2 separate regions of the Mus musculus genome follow, and region 1 is linked to region 2. The links are chromatin contacts, called in public Hi-C maps. All regions are on one chromosome and are shown on one strand. The core of a region is the stretch at or near the end of the contact, and the rest is flanking DNA. Distances in the headings are between cores, read along the strand shown. Region 1 has its middle 19 kb from the start of A830029E22Rik. Region 2 has its middle 46 kb from the start of Gm52636.

Evidence for each region. Hi-C and Micro-C count contacts between places; a contact is called where the count stands out from the background.
Region 1: a contact with region 2 is called in a Hi-C map of uterus. The contact joins two enhancer-like sites. A contact is called at or near these places in 1 of 15 datasets of contacts at CTCF or cohesin (large pre-B cells) and 5 of 484 Hi-C or Micro-C datasets (LSK cells and uterus).

Annotation. Positions count from the first base shown.
Region 1 is chr3:81,781,738-81,784,460 of GRCm38.p6, reverse strand. No RefSeq gene overlaps it. Among named protein-coding and RNA genes, the nearest start is that of A830029E22Rik, 19 kb to the left of the region's middle. Within about 2 kb of position 1,275, at least 126 of the 459 cell types and tissues checked have an H3K27ac peak or open chromatin away from gene starts, as enhancers often do. A contact at or near this core is called in uterus, where this site is marked.
Region 2 is chr3:81,582,355-81,585,100 of GRCm38.p6, reverse strand. No RefSeq gene overlaps it. Among named protein-coding and RNA genes, the nearest start is that of Gm52636, 46 kb to the left of the region's middle. Within about 2 kb of position 1,285, at least 6 of the 459 cell types and tissues checked have an H3K27ac peak or open chromatin away from gene starts, as enhancers often do. A contact at or near this core is called in uterus, where this site is marked.

The DNA.
Region 1 (2,723 bases), core at 26-2,525, 200 kb before region 2:
AGAGTCGGAAAGAGCTCCACCCCAAAGGTACACAGAGTGAAGCACAAGGTAATGGAGTAGAGAATGGCTGAGCATCTTCTTTCGGACGGAAGCTCGGAAGGGGATAGGACTGGGCTCTAACAACACATAAAGATGAATGGTTACAAGACTGTGATAGAAAAGGAGACCTGGAGAACAAGATTTGGATTAGAGGCTTAGCAGAAAAGATTCACAAAAGGGAGCCAGACGAGGAACCACTGGAAATAATATCAAAGATCTTGCGGAAAATACCTACATCTTTAATATGTTTTCTGAGTCTTAATATGGTCCATGGGTTGGATGGCTTTACAGACCCTCTTCCCTCCAAACACATGTTTATTATTCTTAAGATAATTTTCACAGCCTTAAATGATTTTTACTTTTGACTTCAGAGATTGTTTTCCCCCCTGTTTGGAAGTGATAACCCCTGAGAGCCTCTACCTAGTTTTAATCTTACTGACAGGTTATAAGCAATTTCCTATTAAGAATGTTTTTGTTGTGATCATTATTTTTATCATGACTATCATATTATTTCAATATTTTTGTATGGAATTCCTAATGTTTCTAATTGACAGAGCTGTTATTCTACCTCTACAGTGCAGTTTAAATTATAATAACATAAACAGATTATATCTATCTACCTGAAATGCCAAGTGAAATGTCTCATGAACTACAGGCACTTATCTCTTTTTTCACAAGGAATAAATATAGTCGTTCATAGGACAGATAATGACATAAGTTTGAGGTTGACAGAAAAAAGGAGAGTTTATTTGAGGCAGATGTTTGCTATGGAGAAAGTCGCTGGAGAGTCATCAAGGGAACGCTGAATTTCCGACTTACAAATTTGATAGGGCAAGATGACAAGGAAAAATACCATTTCAAAATGGAGGGACTAACTTTACAAATGTGTCAGCCAAGACCCCCTAGTGAGGATCGAGAGAGAACACTGCCAATTTCACTTCCAAACACAAAACAACTCTGTAAACGCCGCAAGATATCTACTTTGCCAATAGAGGGCGCAAGAGACACGCTGAAGAAAAAAAAGGGATTTTTTTTTTTTTTCTTTCTTTCTTCCTCTCTTTTATGCTTTTCCTCTGAGCAGTTTTGCTTTGGCGTTACCCTTCTGGCTTCTGCTGCATTATTCCGTACATGATGTGGGTGTGTGGTGAGAACATGTGGTGGCTTTTTTATCCAGCCACGTACCCAGTGGACGCGGTGACCTCATAGGCTCACATCAAGCCCTATGATCACCTTCAGAAAGTTGTACTTGAAGCGTACTGATACTGAATGCTCCAGGCTTAGAGTCGTTAGCAGCACCAGGACTTCCTCTGTGGCTTTGCTTAATGGGCTGAATGCCCGCACCCAGCAGGCTGGCTCATTTCCTTCCTGTCTGCTGAGTGTGGACCAGCTTCGACCCAGAAACCCCAGTAGCCCCTTCTGCCATCCCGGGAGCTGTAACCACTCCCTCCCAAACAAGCCTCAGGCCTAATGGAACAGGGGATTTTCCTGACCAAGTTTGCCCTTCCTGTGGGCAGCCCAACGTCCTTTAAATGCTATCACTACATCTTTAGAGTTATTCCTCATAGCTTATTGTCTCCGTAATATCGAGTTTCTCCAGTGAAATCTACTCTGCTCTATCTGTTTCCCAATGAGATCAAGGATGAGACAAGAATTCATAATTTAAAGAGCCTTTATTTGCTATACATCTCTGAATCGCAAGGAACTAAACCAGGGGCCTCATGTAGCTTACCATGTGATGTGATAGTTTGGGGACTAGGGAGAAGACATGTCACTACAGTCACTATGACCCATTAGAATAAAACTATGCGGACTGCGCCAGGAGAGGGCCTTCTGTTCACAGTTCTTTACTTGTTTGGCATTTCCTTGTACTCATAAACCTGTTGCTGACAATCATTTGATCAGTTTAATTATCTAGAAATTACTTAGTAAAGGGACTGAGAAAGTACATCCAGAGTTCTGAAAAACTGTATATCCAGAGAAGAGTTAGTAATGAGCTCAGAGCAGAGACCATTGGCTGGCCTTCCAGGGGAGGTTGCCCCGTTTCTAGTGTTTGCCAGTTTTGCTAATATAGCTTCTCTGGTGAAGCTTACTGTTGTTGGAAACGAACAGGCACAACGTTGAATACAGTGTTAAGACTGCATCCTTGTATAGAACTTTTGATGTGTGAATCCCACACACAGAAATAACTCGAAGAACAGATGGTAGCCAAAAAACACAATCACGCAAAACTTAACGTTTCCCATGAGTGATGCTTCTGATTCAAATATGTGTACCTATGAGTTTGTATAATTCGCTTTTTAATAACGTCTGTGTTTCCAGCGGACATTTCCTTCTTCCTTCCTTCCTTCCTTCCTTCCTTCCTTCCTTCCTTCCTTCCTTCCTTCCTCCCTCCCTCCCTCCCTCCCTCCCTCCCTCCCTCCTTCTTTCTTTCTTTCTTTCTTTCTTTCTTTCTTTCTTTCTTTCTTTCTTTGTTTCTTTTTCGAGACAGGGTTTCTCTGCGTAGCCCTGGCTGTCCTGGAACTCACTTTGTAGACCAGGCTGGCCTGGAACTCAGAAATCTGCCTGCCTCTGCCTCCTGAGTGCTGGGATTAAAGACGTGTGACACCATGCCCAGCAGTCCAGCTGACATTTCCAACCCAGAAGCTATAACTAATTGATAACCACTCATAATGAAAATTAGTTGT
Region 2 (2,746 bases), core at 36-2,535:
GTCAGGGAGGGTTGTCAATCCCCTATGTCTGTGTTAAGATATGCGCAAAGGTATTCTCTATGACTTGTATGTGTGTTCTTAATCACTGAGCCATTGCTCCAGCGGCATTTCTGTGTTTCTAAGTCTTTAATTTTGATGAAACTTCAACAGGAATTCTCAAATGTCAGGAATAAAATTGATTGCAAAGTTTTCTCATGAGAACGTTTATTGTAATATGTGATAGCTTTATCCCAACTCCACTTCACGTAGAGCACTCCAGAACAGTTTCCTAAGGCCCAAGGCCTATTCTAGGTAAAATTGATCTTCTAAGCTAGCTTTTGGTCAGTGATTCTTAAGCTTCCTAACACTGTGACCCTTTAATACACTTCTGCATTTTATTGCGACCCCCCAAACCATAAAGATTGCTACTTCATAATTGGAATTTTGCAACTGAAATGAATAACAATGTAGATATCTGATGTGCAAACTATATGATATAAGACTGAAGAGTCATTAGACTGCCAAAAGGGTCACTAGCCACAGGTGGAGAACCCCTGTTGTAGGTAGTACAGTGAGCCACCTGTGTAGACTAGAACACACTGAGAATGTACTGAAAATAAACAGAAAAAAATCTACATAAACTATGAGCTTGTTTAAACAGCTTGCCACAGAGAACGTGCTATCATGTCACATTTTATGGGTCACATATGCAGGTTTTTCTTCATATTATTTGGACTTATTTTTCCTCTTAGTTTATAGTGGTCATGTGCTTAATTAATTCTTAGGAAAGTTTGAATAGTTGGAGTTTTTTTCCCCCCATATGAGTAGAGAAGAAACTTTGAAGTCAATCTTTGGCAGTGTGATAGGGAACAGATACATAAACATAGAACCTCTAACTGAGCTCTCTGTACCTTGAAACTTTTATTTATGGTTAAATAAAATACACTTTTCAAAAGGGTACGGTATGTTTCACCCATTGATGAAGCAAGCATCAAGTGGTTTCTCTCCAAATTGAAATGAAACATAAAAGTTCACTGAAAAGCAAACCTCAAGCATTTAGTATCTCAGAAGCTTTTAGTGGCTCATGACTTGATTTATTGACCACGAGAGCAAAGAAATAACGAATTAAATTAAAACAAGGAGTCGGATCTTTGAAGTTAAGTTTGTAAAAGTGGCTCAATCATTTTTATAACAAGGACAAATGATTCTGTTTGTTCCTTTGGGTGAGGCAAGCAGGGTGGTGCTGGGGAGGGAGGGATGAGCAAGGAGCTGCACTCTGCTCTCTTGTTGTCTTTGTTCTTTGAGAACTTGGAATCTACAAGGATTTACAATGTGCATTATCCACGCATGAGCCTCCAGGAGAGAATGAACATGTGCTGGAAGGCTGAGAAAGATGAAGATCTTCTTTCTATTCCAACAGAAAGATATATAACACATGCATAAAAGCACGAAACTATTAGACAGTAAAATCCCAGACTGTGGCTTTCAGAAAGGATTTTGAGAGTGTGATGCTGGACATAAATCAGAAGGTACGAGTCTGTGCTGTAATGGTGGTTCTTTGACATTCTAATTATCCACAGAGCAATTTATCCATGTTAAATGTACTTACTCAATCTGCTTTCTTGAGCCAGAAACCAGCACATTCCAAGCACCTCATGCACAACTACAGGAATTTTGGCAAAAAACATGTGCGTCTCTTTATTTCAGAACAGTATGATGATATACTATGTACCCACCTGGACTTGAAATAGTTTACATACACACTTTGGTGAATAAAACCCTTCATCTACTTTAAGGAAGTGGCTTCTTTTCAATTTCAAGGAATATTATATTTAGCAATAATATATATTTTTAAATTGCTGATAGCATATCTGAAAATTTCTCAATGAAATAATTAGATGCAAGGTAAGTATGCTAATTAGCTTTATTTAGTCACTGTGATGGTTTGTATATGTTTGAGCCAGGGAATGTGGCCTTCTTTGAGTAGGTGTGTCACTGTGGGTGTGGCCTTTAATACCCTAGTCTTAGCTGCCTGAAGTAGGTGTTAACTAAGTAGCTGCTAACACCCTTCAGATGAAGAAGTAGAACTATCAGGTCCTCTTGCACCATGCCTGCCTGTATGCTGACATTTTTCCACCTTGATGATAATGAACTGAACTCTGAACTTGTAAGTCAGAATCAATTAAATGTTGTCCTTTTAAGAGTTGCCTTGGTCATGGTGTCTGTTTACAGCAGTAAAGCCCTAACTAAGAAAGTCACTTTACAATGTACATGTGCATCAAACCATTATACCTTACATTCCATAAACACACACACACACACACACACACACACACACACACACACACACATTTATATAATTATGCATCAATTAAAATTCAATAAGGCAAATGAATGTATTAAAACATACTACTAATAAACATGAATATATCACATAAGCCTACATAATAATTGAGGAACTTAGGCAGATCATATTGCCACATAAGCCAGTACAGAGAAAATTGAAGCCTGTGGATAATCCTCAAAACAGAGAAGAAGGACGGCATTGCAGAGTATTTGCAAAAGAAGCCAGTGAAATTTCAGCTGACTTAGGAGAGTTGACCAAAATGATGCATTTGAAGATACTGTCTTGCTTCTTGAACATTTGCAGTTCTGGCTTATCAAGAAGAAATGGCCTTTAGCTTAAGGGACCTAAGGCCCTTTGAGAAGCTCAGCTGGAAATGTTTTGTTTTTCATGTTTTCTTGTGCTGTAAACAATAGCTTGTCA